Linked DNA regions of Sus scrofa: region 2 is linked to region 1. Evidence: chromatin contacts called from public HiChIP or PLAC-seq data. All regions are on one chromosome and are shown on one strand. Each heading gives the region's core, a stretch centred on a gene start, on an enhancer-like site or on the middle of the called end of the contact. The rest is flanking DNA. Distances are from core to core; before and after follow the strand shown. Region 1 holds the start of EIF6 (eukaryotic translation initiation factor 6). Region 2 holds the start of CNBD2 (cyclic nucleotide-binding domain-containing protein 2).

Region 1 (7,264 bases), core at 2,092-4,591:
AGGCATATGGAGGTTCCCAGGCTAGGGGTCCAATCGGAGCTGTAGCCACCGGCCTATGCCAGAGCCACAGCAACGCGGGATCCGAGCCGCGTCTGCAACCTACACTACAGCTCACGGCAACGCCGGATCGTTAACCCACTGAGCAAGGGCAGGGATCGAACCCGCAACCTCATGGTTCCTAGTCGGATTCGTTAACCACTGCGCCACGACGGGAACTCCTGGCCACTACATCTTCTCTTACCTGCTGCACTGAGTCCCTCAGAGCCATGATGTAGCACAAAGTTGCCTAACTATCCCACATGGAGCCTTGTCCATAGGGGTCAATGACCATCAGGCTACTAAATGAATGAAGGAGAGAAAATGAAGGGAAATTTTGTCCCTGGTAAGAAAGGAGTCACTTTCTTACTACTACTGGCCACTTGCTCTACTTTGGAGTTTCTATCCTATGCCTTGAGAAGGAGCCTAAATGGAGCGGTGGGGGTGGGGGGAATGCTAAATATCCAGCACCTGCTGCTCTTCCAAAGGAAGAGCTTCTAGAGCCCACCACCCCAATATCTCCAGGGTTAAGGCCAAGAACCTGCTTTTGTTTTGAATCCACATAAGTCCAGATGACTATGATTTTGATGCCATCCTCACAACCCTGAGTTCCTTAGGCACCTAGGGTCGCCTCAGTTTCTAAAAGCAGCCTTCCCTCCTTCCCTCAAAAAAGCTCTCTTCTGTCTACTGGCTGGAAACACCAACACATAGGATGATACAAACTACAAAACAACGTGGTCAGTTATAAAATAAGACAGACAGAGAGGGGATACACTGAACCAGAGTCTTCAGAGATGGGGATAGGCAGATACCCAGCACTGCTTGCTAACTATACCCTGTGCCTGCTCAGCAGTGTGCAGAGGTGGCCTCACATGCAGAAGAAATTACCAGTACTAATACAGCGTGGCTCCCGTTACAGGCAGCATCTCCCTCCCCTCCTCTCAAAAGGAGAGGCCCATATACCTGTCAATGAGGGAATCCCGCATGCTGGTAGCAATTGTGCTAGGCTGGGCTTCGTTCAGCTTGAAGACACTCTCCACCACTGACAGCTCTGTGCTGGTTGTGTCCAGGCCACAGAAGGCACACCAGTCATTCACCACCATCCCAGCAGCGATCACCTCGCTGCCTCGGTTCACAGTGCCCGCCTGCCAAGGGACAGCTCAGTGTGAATCTCAGCACCAACAGCCAGTCTCTCCCCTGCTTTATGAGGATACTCACCAAACCCTGCTCCCTGACCCTCAGCCCCAACCCCAAACTGTGACAGGTAATAACCCAGATTCCTGAATACTGGGCAAAAGGGGTCTGCTCCAGCAGAAGACAGGGGCCAGAGAATAGGAATGCTTACCACAAGGGGGACCTGAAGGAGAGAGGACAGCTCATCCTGGTCTTCGATTGAAGTCTTGGGATGCACCAGCCCGCCCTGATTGCTGAAGACACAGTAGCTTCCTACCAGCACCTGATCAGCCACTGTCTGCCTGAAGACTTCAACCCTGAGCACATCAGCCAGGATTTCTTCTGTTTCCTGTCAGCCAAAGGTGCAGTGCTTGGGCTAAGAACAAGCTGATCAAAGAACCCAGGGCCTCCACACCCAGATCCACCCAGGGTGTGACTCCCTAAGCTTCATTCCTCTGCCAGGTAGCTGCATGTGGAAGCTCGCCCGGAAAAAGGAGGGAATACAACTTGGAGCAGAGTCTAGGCCAGCTATGGAGTGTCTAATATCCACACATGCCCGAAGAGCCAGAGGCTGGTCTCCACATGACCCTCCTTCCCTCTAACCCACATTCAAGAGTCACCTTGCAGGACCAGATGGATTAATTTCCCTGACTCTGAAAGGATTAATACCCTCCTTAGCTTCTTCCTGACACTGATCACAATATTCCAAAGAGTGCCTGAACTGCAGGAGCCCAGATATAAAAAGAGACTGCAAGAGAGACCCCTAATTCCTGCCTGATAGGCAAAAACAGTGGCTAACCACTGTCTATGCTAATAGCCTGTGACTCTGGGCCAAACTGGGCTGCCTCACCCTGTCCAAGTCTGGGTGGACTAAGGCCACGTAGTCGTTGCAGGTGGTGACATTGCCCAGGGCTGAGAGCCGTTCTTCTACCCGCCGGATCTGCACTGAATCCGGGAGGCAATTGCGAATGTGTTGCAGCTCCTGATCGGTGGTGTTGTTGGGCACCAGGAGACCATGCCTGTTCCCTGGAGAGACCCATATTAAGAGGGATGAGGCAAGGATGGACCATGAATACAAAAGAAGCCTGCTGAGCCCCAAGGAATCTGCCCAGAGTCAGTGGCCTAGGAGAGAGGACAATCTAATCTTCCCTCACACTAGGTGTGGAACTGGGTGATTCACCAGGCTTCTTTGAGTCTTAGCTTCCTCATCAGTCAAATTAGATCATTAATTCCTACCTCTCAGGATCTTCGTTAAAAAGGAATGAAACAAGTGTAAAAGTGAAACCCCTTAATGTTATTGGTGATTACTATGATCCAGAAGCCCCTTTGCCAGGGATGGCCCCTGATCTTTTGGCACTTAAGCCTGGTCTGGCCCGGGCCTGAGGGATTCTGCAATCTCCGGCGATAATAGATGAAAGCCTGGAAATCCCCGGGTCACTAAGGGTCCCTTCTAGGGAGGCGCTGGGAAGCTCCACGCCCTCCCTCGGCGTCTTCCATCCGGCTTACCCACACACATGCGGCCGATGATGCGGCAGCCGGCGATGGACGCGTGAACCACGGGAATGGTATCGGCCAGCTCTCCCTCGAATACACTGTAGAGACATGAGCTCGGTGGGCACAGGAGCCTAAGGGCCTGAGCCCTCCCTCTGCCGCAGCCCCCGACTCCAAGCACTTTTCCCCGCCACCCACCCATACAATACCCGCGGGCCCGGACTCCCTTCCTACGCACCTGTAGAAGTTCTCTGATCCTCCGATGGCCACCAGGCAGTAGGTGTTAGTAAGTTTGGCAAAGCAGCCGATCTCACAGTTGTTCTCGAACGACGCTCGGACCGCCATGAGGCCTAAGGGTTGGGGGGACGGGAGTTCAGGCGCGGCGGATCCTCTCCCGGGTCCAGCCCCTGGCCGCTGCGCGTCAGGCCCGCCGCGCCCCTCCCTGGCCGTCTCGGGCCCTCAGACCTTGGGTCCCGCCCACCGCGCCCCTCCAAACTCTTCCGCCCCGAATCTTTGGGCCCCCACCGCTCACGACGCAGGGCGGCCCGAGCTGAGCCTTCGGTCTCTCGCCACAACCGCTCACCAGGTAAACGCAATCTCCACACGCGACAGCAGTCCTCCCCAACCCTCCTTAGGTCCCCGTTTCCGCCTCAACCCTAGGAGACTTCCGAGAGAGCGCGGCACACCCAGCCACGCATGCGGCCACTCTAGCTCTGGCCTCCGAGCGGACTCTATGGTTGCAAGTAATAGGATTGCGACCCCACCTGGCCCCGCCTCCAACAAAGCTCGCATTCATTCATTTGCTCATTCTATCAGGAGCTAGGTAGAAAGTACGTCCGGACCAATGCTGGTTGGACGTGAGGCCTCAGAATGGAGGAGTTGGGAGTTCCCGTTGTGGCTCAGCGGGTTAAGAACACGCCTAGTATCCACGACGATGAAGGTTCAATCCCTGACCTCGTCGCTCAGTGGGTTAAATGATCCGGAGTCGCCTCAAAGTGAAGATCGCAGCAGGGGGGCTCCGGATCTGGTGTGGCTGTGGCATAGGCTGGCAGCTGTAGCTCCAATTCGACCTCTAGACAGGAATTTTCATATGCGGCAGGTGCGGCCCTTAAAAAAAAAAAAAAAAAAAAGGATGTCTTCCAGAAGATGGGTTGTTTGATGAAAGTATTTATTGAAGTAAAGTCTGTGGAGGAAGAGCAGGTGTGGGGAGGTGAGGGATAGAATGAAGTGCGGGACAGATATTCAGGCCTGATCTGGAACCCTGGAGAGACTGAAAGGCTGAGATTTGGGACTGAAGCCTGGGGTGGATGAGGAAACTCATGGAAAACGTGTCCACTAGGCAGAAGTGAGACCTGAGGCCGCGACAGAGGCTGAGGAAGGAGGTGCGGCCAGAGAAGTAAAGGAAACCATTGCAGGGGGGAGGATGGATAAAGCAGTGTCAGGGAGGACCCAGAATGGGCAAGGGTGTGGGGGCTGATGAGCTCCCACTATGTGCCCCTAGCACGTGCTTAATCACACAAAGCAGCCACTTTCTGCTCCCCCTCCCCCCCCCTTACCCCACCCCTCCCCACTTCATAGAAGGTAGCTATCAGGAGACCTGCTCTGGTGGACTGGAGGGCATGAATTTGGCCCACATTTTATAGAATCTGCAAAAGCCCCAGAGTCTCTCAGAATGTCACTCACAGAGAAGGCATAGGGAAGCTTGGAGCCCCTATCCTCCCCCCACCCCACCCCCAGCCGTCTGCAGCCATCCACTCTCCTCCATCTGGGAGCCCTCCTTGGATGATGCCCTTCCCCAGTCCCCAGCCTGCAGTTTTATAACTACGCCTTCCTCAGGATACACTAGGCTGCGACTGGGTCATAGCATGTCCACTTTTATTGATTTGTATCACATATACAGTCCCCGGCAGGTGGCAAGCTCAGGAAAAGGACCCTATCTGAGGGAGCCTATATTTCTAGGGACACTCAGCAAAATGGTGTGTGTGTGTGTGTGTGTGTGTGTGTGTGTGTGTGTGTGTGTCAGACTCTGAGTATCCACGACCTCCCCATCCTCCCCAGTTCATCTCAGACCCACTCCCTCAGTCCTCTCCCAGGCCTCTCTTCACCTGGTTACTTCTACCAGGAGTTCTGCTAACCCTCACCTCCATCTGTCCAAATTCTTCCCACCCTGCAAGGCTTGGCTCAAAAGCTGCCTCTTCTAAGAAACTTTCTCACCACTCCATCATCACCACTACTCTTTGCCCTCCTTTCTCTACCACCTTCTGTCACTGGTTAGCTTTTAATTAGTTACAGCTCTGTCTTGCTCACCAATGGTTTATGCATTTAATCCTTGTCTCCCAGGGACTGAATCTGATGCTTTTGTCAGCCTTATGGTATGACAGCATAGGACTGGATACACAGCTTACAAAGAGACACTGGTTGGTGCATGCACGCTTGTTTGTGTGTGTGGTTATGTGCATATTTATGGTCGATGGATCCCGAATGATCTATGGTGTGCACGGAATGTAGCCATTTATTTAGCCGAATGGCATTTACTGAGTACCTATAACTAGAATCCTGAGTGTTTTGGTTTATTGCAGGGACTGCATTGGTGGGTGTGCAGTTTGTGGCTGTGCATCCTGTCAGTGTGCTGTATATATTGTGCAGGCATTTGGAGGTATCTCTATGGTATATGGATTTCAAGTGCATGGGGACATGTGAACTGTTGATATTGTGTGTCCTGTCTCTGCAGAAACACAGTCATAAGAAATTAAGAGTCAGAGACACAGGTTTGAGCCCCTGCCACTTACCTGGACCTGATTCCAAGTAAGTCATCAAACTGGCTGGGTCTCAGCCTCCATATTTATTTATAATATAGGGAAGATAATACTTATGATCCTAGAATTGTATAACTACTAGATGTCTATCTTGTCGGGTGTTGTGAGGATGAAGGATAAGATGTAATGATGTGATGTGCCCAGCATAGTGACAAATGGCAGGTGCCAAGTAACCGTGGCTTCTGTTTCCCTGTGTGTGTGCATGTGCGTGTGGGCAAGAATCCTGAGCTGAGGGAATAGCTAACCTGGGCTTCTAGATTCCCTCTCCTCCCCATACAGCCCCTGCCCAAGCTCCTACCCATGATTCTGGGACCTGAGCAAAACTAGAGTTTCAGTAGATGGAGGACAGTTAGGTCCTTTCTAGGAGCAGGACTAGGACTCAAAGCGGCTTCGGAGCAGCTTGAACTTGGACTTGTTGTACTTAGTGATGAGGTCCAGTTTGCTGTGGCCCAGGGTCAACCGTTTCTCATTCTCAGACAGGCCGTTGCTATTGCCATTGTGATGGCCACCTGTGGGGCCCCGTAGGAGGCCAGGCTCAGGTCCCTGCCTGGTGCCCTGCAATTGATGATACTTGGTGATGAGGTCCAGCTTGCTGTGGCCCAGAGTCAGCCGCTTCTCATCCCCAGAGTCCACTCCAGCCTTTCGAGCAGGGCTTGGTCTGGGGACATCATTGGGCCCAGGACCCTCGCCCCGGAATGGGCCAAACTTTGTGATGAGGTCCAGGTGGCTGTGGCCCAGGGTCTGTCGTCGCTCGTCTGGACCCTGCTTGCCCGTCCTGGCTGAGGAGTTGGCTTCTGGGGTTACTCTGGAGTCCCCAGCCTTGGAGGACTGTACCAGGAGGTCCAATTGGCCATGGCTGTGGTTTGGGGACAGTCTCTTGTCCTCTGAGGTCTGATGGCCAGGTCGGGGGTCACCTGACTCAGGGACACCCCCAGCACCCTGGGCCTGGGGCAGAAGATCCAGCTGGTTGTATCTCTGATTTGGGGCCAACCGCCTGTCCTCTAGGACCTGCTCACCAGGACACAGGTAACCTGAGTTGGGGGTCGCCCCAGAATCAGGGCCTCCTGCCTCTCGTCCTCTGGAGAAGGGGACGAGAAGATCCAGCCGGCCATGGCTCTGACTCAGAGACACCTTATTCTCCTCTACTGCCTCCAGGGCTGAGCCTGGTACCCAGCGGCCTCGTGGGGGGCTAGGTTCCTGGCTACCTGGGACCCCGTTCTCTGGGAGTCGGGACAGAGGTGGGACAGCCCGGGGAAACAGGAGGAGGGGACGAGGGCGAACAAGCAGAGGTGACCCCCCTGCCAGATTCACGGGGCTAGTGCTATCGTGGTTGAGGGCAGGGGAGGACTGGGACCATGGGAACGCCCCCAGCTTGCCCAGGTTGGCCCTGTAGGGCCCTAGGAGGGGGCCATGGTTAGCGTCTGACAGCTGGCGTTGCAGGGCTGGCTGGCCATTGGCCTCACAGTGGGCAGAGCCCAGGGATGAGGATCCCATACCCGTGTCACTGCTGCCACCGCCTCCTGGCAGAGCGAGAAAGGAGGAGTGGCCTACGTGAGGGGAGCGCTTGATGCTACTGAGGCTGGTGCTGGAGGGCGACGAGGATGTGCTGGGAATGCCAGGCCTGAAGGCCAGGGCCACTGGGCGAGGGCACGGTGCCCTGGGAGAGAGGGCATCTTCGCCTCCACAGAAGCCCTCCACGGGCCTTGACTCGGCATAAAGACAGCGGAACTCCCGGTCAAAGTCTTCCA
Region 2 (7,264 bases), core at 1,921-4,420, 600 kb after region 1:
TTGAATTAACCGCAAGTTGGAGCACTGGAAACTGTTATTTGCAAATATTACTGTTACCATTTAGAAATATGTACACTACCTAAGTTTTCTTTTGAGAAAAACCATCCACCTATTTAAAAAAAAAAAAAAAATTGCCTTGACACAAGCAGTTCTGGTTTGACTAATCATTTTGTTTCTTTAAGTAATGAGTGTATGCAAGGTGGACCCTTGATCAGCCAACATTGCACTGTGGATACATATCTGTTTACGCTATTAGAACAGAAGGCGCTGTATATAGAAATGTTGCTTTGAAGCAATATTTGCAAAACATGCAAACTTCTGTATCTGTATTTGGAAAAAAATAAAGCAGGTTTTTGTTGCTATGTTTCAGTCATTTGTTTTTGAATTATAGTTCTCTACCCTATTTTTAATGTGCATTAATTTTCTATAAACATTATCTTTTAAAGGAATTCTTTTACATTCTAAATAGATTTATCTTCTGCAGGGAGGCAGATGCAAGCTCAAATCCAAAATCCCAAGGAAGTATGCAAAATACTTTGGAATTCATTTAAGTGTCTTTAGTAATTTATTTTTTATTCTTTTCTTTTTTTGCTTTTTGGGGCCGCACTCTTGGCATAGGGAGGTTCCCAGGCTAGGGGTCCAGTGGGAGCTACAGCTGCTGGCCTTCCTCACAACCACAGCCACCTCAGGTCCGAGCCATGTCTGCAGCCTACAGCTCACGGCAACGCCAGATCCTTAACCCACTGATCGAGGCCAGGGATCAAACCCGCAACCTCACAGTTCCTAGTTAGATTCGTTTCTGCTGAGCCATGACGGGAACTCCAGTGTCTTTAATATTAAAAAGTAAAATGACCCTTACCAGCCTCTAGCCCAATCTGGCAGATGTACTGTGGTGAGCTACAGGCTTAGCTTTTTGTTGAAAGTGGTGCAGGGAAGACAAGTCTGGCCTTTCTTACATTAAAAGATGGCACCCACTGCAACTAGGACCCTTCTGAGACCAATCCAGTCTGTGAACCCTAATGAAACTCTTTCCTGGGTGGGCAGAAGACTCAAGGAACAGAGTAGGCTTTAGGGTTATATTGCAGAGCTTCCCTATTACTTACTAAATTCCTTCTTCCCTTCCTGAACAATTAGGGAAGCAGTTGGAGAGACATTAAAATGAGTAGCTCCAGCAGCGTAATCCATTAGTTCACACTATATCTGCCCCTTAAATCATTTGTGAGGCCTAAAATTTGTTAAGGTGAGTTTGGAGGCCTAAACCAGACTCACAAACAGTAATAACTAGCCTATCTCTGTAAGGACCTGCGCTAAAACAATTACTAAAATAGCCTGATGGATTTCCCATTGTGGCTCAGCGGAAACGAATCTGACTAGTATCCATGAAGATGCAGGTTTGATCCCTGGCCTCTCTCAGTGGGTCGAGAATCTGGAGAGCTCAGGTGTAGGTCACAGACATGGCTCAGATCATGATAGGGATAGAGTAGGCCTGGGTGGTTGTAGAAGTCCCAGTAGGGAAAGAAGGAAACCTGGGGGACGTTGGGAGAAAGCCATCAGAACAAGGCTTGCTGGTTAGACGGGTGGAGGTGCGAGAATTGCCTCAGGTCCTCAGGTGGGGGATGCGCAGAGGCCTGCATTCAGATTCAGATCAAGAGCAAGAGTTTGAGGACCGCCCTTCAGCTGATTTGAATACACACCTTATCAGATACTAAGGAGGAGCTACTTCTCCCAGGAAGGAAGAGGCGGGCCTTTCCAATCCCACTTTCCATGGATGATAAAACTGGCCCACAGTATCCTCCAGGGTGAAGCTTGCTCACCTGCCCGCTTGCTTCTCTCACAAGCGTCCTATCCTAATAAATCTGTTTCTTGCCTATTAAAAAAAAAAAAAATAGCCTGATGAATTGGGCCTTTGGGGAAGCCAGTGCCCAAAGGGCAGGCAGGTGGGACAAGTAGTTTGGCAGTATTGATACAGCAATGGCCACTTAAACGAGTATTTAGTAGAGCTAACAATTTGTCTGCACCATCCCACAGTCATAAGGTAAGACTATAACCATCATCTACCCTCTTAGGTAGGAAAACAAGCTCAAATTCCAGCTAGTGAGAGGGTAGAGCGAATACGGAACCCAGGCTGCTGGACCCACATTACCAAACAAAGGAAACCCAAGTGGGGTCCTAGGGAACGCGCAGGAGAAAATTTCCCAGATGTGGAGGCCCAAGCCTAGCCAACCCAATGATTCCACAAAACCTACGAAGGTCAAGTGAATAAGAAAGGCTTTATTCTCATGAGCTCCCAACTTGATTTCGCCACCAGTCAGAAAGGTTGGAAATAGGCTCGGGGAAATAAACATTGCAAAGGACGACCGAAAAGGACACTCGAGACTGCAGGAACAGCCAAAACTCGTTTTTCATTAACGCAGAATGGAGAGCCGGGCCGCCGGCAGCCCGGCTGCTCAGCCTGTAATGCGTACGTCTGTGCGGCGGCGAAGCCGCCGGGCCCGCGCCGCCTCGGGCAGGATGGCGAGCAGCTGCTCTTGCACCAGCATCTCCACGATCTGCTCCTTCGTGCGGATGTCGGGCCGCAGCCACTGGCGGGAAAGCTCCCGCAGCTGCCGGAACGCTTCCCGCGGGCCTGCCGCGTCTTGGTAGCGGAACTGCCGGAATCGCTGGCGGAACGTCTCTGGGCCGGGCCGGGAACCGCCAGGGCCTGGGGGTGAGCGCGGAGCTGCTTCGGCAAACGACGCGGAGCCCAGGGCTGCGGGCCCGAGGGGCAGCTCCAGGGAGGCGGAGGCGGCCGAGTGAGGCGTAGGATTCTCTTCGGCGACCTCGGCCTTGGGGCTGGAGGGCTTGGGGGCAGGCGGTGGGGCCTCAGGAGTCGAGAAGGAGTCCGCAGAGTCACGCTCCGGGCCTGAGCTCGGGCCGGCCCCTTCTTCTTTCCCCAACGGCAGCGCGAGACTCCCGGTAGCCGCCAAGCTCAGCTCGGTGGCCGCCATAACTCCGCTACGGACGTCACTCTTTGTCCCGCAGCTGAGGGCGCGGCACTACGTCTGCGCGGGGGCTGGGTAAGGAGGGAGACGTTTCCGCTAGAGGGCGGAGTCCGCGAGACCCTGAGGGAGGCGGGCGGGGGGCGCCGTGAGCTTACCAGCGCCGGCGAAGCGGCTGGGGCGGCCGGAAGTGGTCGTCCCCGCTGGCTTCTCTATGATGACCTCGGTGCGCGAGCGCCCGGAAGCCGAGTCTGGGCTCGAGGACGCGGCGCCCCCTCGCGTTCGCGAGTCCCGCCAGGAGGCGGCGGCCACAGCAGGGCACCCGGCTAATCTAAGCGTGCAATGGTCAGTTCGGGATGGTGGCGCCTCCGAGCACCAGTTCGAGGAGAAGGAGGAGGCGGGGAAGGAACCCGAGGAGGTGTCGGAGGATGACTCTGAGGAGGAGAACTCTGAGGAGGAGTTGGAGGAGGAGTCGGGGGAGGAGCCGGTGCCGGAACGCCTACTCAGGCCCAAGGAGGAGGGGCCCAAAAGGGTCATCATGCGACTTGGTGGCTTCGGCCGGCAGGTGACCTGCGCCGCCCCTGCCTCTGCATGCGCACCTTTTTACCCGACCCTAATTGGGATGAAGGCGAGCCAGAGCTCGCGGGGTCTGGGGCCCAGCAGGTGGCAGAGAAGGGACGGCGGGATGACTGTCAGGCATTAGGGGGAGGGCCCAACTCGGGAAAGTTCTTTCGCTCAGTCGAAAGAGGGCAGTACACCTGCCTGGTAGAGGGAGTGACACAGATAACGTGTGTAAGATCCTCAGCACACAGAGTAAAACTTGCCCTTCTCATGGCACAAAGTAAATGCTGAAGAACTTTTTTTTTTTTTTTTTTTTTTTGCGTGTCCTCTGGAATCAAGGGACAGGTGGCGCTGTAGGTTTTGCTTTTAATTTTAGGATTACTAAATAGACTAAATGTGTACTGCCATATAGTGGTCACTAGGTATGTATGCTTACCTCGTTAGTTCTTGAAATGTGGCTAGTCAGAAAGGGAATGTCCTGTAACGTGACATATATACAGGACTTGGTATGAAAAAGATAAAGTGTCGCCGTAATTTTTTCTGTTGTTACATGTTGGATTGATAATATTTTGCATATATTGAGTCAAATAAAATATATAATTCAGGATTTCCTGTCGTGGCTCAGTGGTTAATGAATCCACCTAGCATCCATGAGGACACAGGTTCGATCCCTGGCCTTGCTCAATGGATTAAGGATCCTGCATTGCTGTGAGCTGTGGTGTAGGTTGCAGATGCCGCTGGGATCCTGTGTGGCTGTGGCTGTGGCTTAGGCCAGTAGCTACAGTTCCGATTCGACCCCTAGTCTGGAAACCTCCATATGCCATGGGTACTAAATATATATATATATGTATATAAATGTCAAATTTCATGTGTGTCATTTTACTTTTTAAATGTGACCTACTAGAAAACTATTTTTTATGGGGGGGGGCGCACCTACAGCATATGGAAGTTCCTAGGCTAGGGGTGGAATCTGAGCTGCAGTGCCAGCCTAAGCCACAGCCACAGCAATGCCAGATCCCAAGCTGCCTATGTGGCCTACACCAGATCCTTAACCCACTGAATGAGACCAGGGATGGAACCTGCATCATCACAGATACTAGTTGGGTTCTTAACCCACTGAGGCACAACGGGAAATCCAAAAACTTTAAATTATATATATGGCTTCCATTACATATATGTTGAAAAGTAAAACTGTGCTACCCTGTTGGAATTAGGCTGCCTTGGTGGAATCCCAATCTATTTGCCATAGGCCAGAGTTGTTGAGAGGATTAAATAGTAAAGACTTTGGAAAGAAAGGGCTGTTTAAATATTTGTCTTCATTAAACTGCTGTTTCTGAGTTTTCTTGTCTGTACATTTTGGATGTAATAGAACTTATGTCATTAGTAGTTATGAAAAGTCAGTGAGATGATGCATGCTTTGTATCCCCATTTCACAGACAGGGAAACTAAGGAACGAGACGGGTCCCTTATGAAAGCTTTTTATGACACTTGCAGTCCCTTTGATTTCTGTGCAGAATGAATGGGCCGTTTAAACAACCATCAACATACTAGTGGCTCTGGTATAAAACTTGCCTCTCCCATAGGATGTACTCTTGCAAATGTGTTAAAATGGATCCTCACAGAACATTTTCCATAGCCTGAAAACCTTGCAAGTCATCACACTGGGCCTTTATTGTTTTTAGTTACTAACATGTAAAAACTGGGAGGTTTTGTGTGCAAATCTGGACTTCCAGCTTTTCTTGAAAAAGTGGACAAGCTGGCTACACTGGACCCACCCACATTCCTGCCTGTTAACAATTAGTAGGAGCTGTCTCCTTCCTTTAGACAAGATACTTTGTTCCAGTTAGCCTCAATCCCTACCACTCCCTATTGTTTCATGTTACCTTAACATTCAGAACAGTTCATTTCCTATTGCGCTCAGGTTGTTGTTTCCTTAGAGCCAATGTTCTGCTCTTTTTTATTTTTAGAGGTGGGAAAACAGGGGCCTGTAGTTTGTCATGCCTACCAACCTGGCAGTTGGCAGTTGGATTTGCTGCCCTACTTCCTGTGTGGTAACAGGCAGTCGGTATCCAGGGCTAAGGGAACACACCAAACCCTGCTGCAAGGATGAGGGGTCCTGGAAGTCTTCACTGAGGAGAGGACCTTAAGCCTTGGCTCAAGAAGAAGAAGGTTTGAGTTAGGGACATTCCAGGTAGAAGGCACTGCGGGCACCAAGGCATAGACTGAATGGGGGCAAAGCTTTGTGGAAATTGCAGGCTGGACACGGGAGTGGCTGGGGTCTGGGGAAGGAATGAGAGTTGACTGAAGTTGGAAGGTCAATTAGAGGGTAAATCATAAAGAGCCTAGAATTGCATGTTGAAAAATTGAATCCTTTTTGTCTTGCAGAAGGGAATGAACTCTTGTGTTACTGGGAATCATGATTGTTAGAGCTCTAGCCCATTTCTTTTTTTCCCTGTTTTCATTTATTTATGTATTTGTTATTAATGATTTTTATTTTTTCCATTATAGCTGATTTTAGCCCATTTTTTCTATCCCTATTGGAATCACAGAATATCTATTAGAGGTGGAAGGAGAGATCTTACAGATGTATTTGAAGATTTTAGAGATCTTCTAGTAGATCTTAGAGAGCTACTAGAAGGCGTGGAATGTTAGAATGGAAGGGACCTTAGAGATTAAATCCAAAAATCACATTCAGTTATTCTAAACTCTCTGGGTCAATAAACTCCCCAAATATATTTTTTTAAAGTTATAATACCTCTTACTAGAAGAAGGATGCACTAACATACTTCTGCATATAATTTCAGAGCCTTGAACCCACCCAGTGGGCTGAGGTTAAGTTTAAAATGTGTATATTTATATGTATTTCATTCTCCTGATTTTGCAGGTTAAGAAGTCAAGATACCAAGAGGCAAAGGATTGGTCCAAAATCAAAAGCCTAGTAAGTGTTTCCAGAAGGACAGAATTCTTTTGACTCCTAGTCCAATGCACTTAACACGTTAGGCATTTTTATTCCCACTAGGTTGGGTGCTCACCTGGGAATGGATCATAAATCGTATCACTTAGCTTCCAACACAAGGCCTGATTCCCACCTGACACTCAGTACATATTGGTTAAAGAGGACTGGTGGTGGATTGCATACCATCTTTGTGAAACAGGAGCTCTAAGATGATTTCCAGACTCTTTCAGTGTCTTTTGATGGCACACTGTTGGGAGTTGTGGAACAGAAGCCTGGATCCTTTTATTAGAAAAGCTTTTTATTTGTAAATAATTATAGATTCATAGAAAATTGCAAAAAGAATGCAGAGAGGGGAGTTCCCGTCGTGGCGCAGTGGTTAACGAATCCAACTAGGAACCATGAGGTTGCGGGTTCGGTCCCTGCCCTTGCTCAGTGGGTTAACGATCCGGCGTTGCTGTGAGCTGTGGTGTAGGTTGCAGACTTGGCTCAGATCCCGCGTTGCTGTGGCTCTGGCGTAGGCTGATGGCTACAGCTCTGATTCGACCCCTAGCCTGGGAACCTCCATATGCCGCGGGAGCGGCCCAAGAAATAGCAAAAAAAAAAAAAAAGAATGCAGAGAGGTCTCATGCACACTTCACTACAGCAGTGGTAACATCTTGCATAACTAGTACAATGTCAGAATCAGGAAATGGACATTGATACAATCCACAGTGTTTACTCAGATTTCACCAGTTTAATATGCTGTCATTTATGTGTGTATGTCAGCCTC

What was found. HiChIP or PLAC-seq counts read pairs in DNA pulled down with a chosen protein or histone mark.
Region 2: a contact with region 1 is called in an H3K27ac HiChIP or PLAC-seq map of skeletal muscle, with 4 times the contacts expected there. The contact joins the promoter of CNBD2 here to the promoter of EIF6 in region 1. A contact is called at or near these places in 2 of 2 datasets of contacts at active chromatin or transcription factors (alveolar macrophages and skeletal muscle).

What each region holds. Positions count from the first base shown.
Region 1 is chr17:38,640,554-38,647,817 of Sscrofa11.1, forward strand. EIF6 (eukaryotic translation initiation factor 6) reads right to left here and starts at 3,342. Exons shown (of 7, transcript NM_001243577.1): 1 at 3,284-3,342; 2 at 2,939-3,050; 3 at 2,716-2,801; 4 at 2,060-2,235; 5 at 1,382-1,558; 6 at 1,000-1,181. The coding sequence starts at 3,045. It overlaps FAM83C (protein FAM83C), which reads right to left. Exons shown (of 4, transcript XM_021078085.1): 4 at 4,432-7,264. The coding sequence ends at 5,889.
Region 2 is chr17:39,242,205-39,249,468 of Sscrofa11.1, forward strand. It overlaps CNBD2 (cyclic nucleotide-binding domain-containing protein 2), which reads left to right and starts at 3,171. Exons shown (of 13, transcript XM_021077743.1): 1 at 3,171-3,543; 2 at 6,424-6,477. The coding sequence starts at 3,193. SCAND1 (SCAN domain-containing protein 1) reads right to left here and starts at 3,424. Exons shown (of 1, transcript XM_003134419.4): 1 at 2,252-3,424. The coding sequence starts at 2,987. The coding sequence ends at 2,448. It overlaps PHF20 (PHD finger protein 20), which reads left to right. Exons shown (of 18, transcript XM_021078131.1): 18 at 1-369.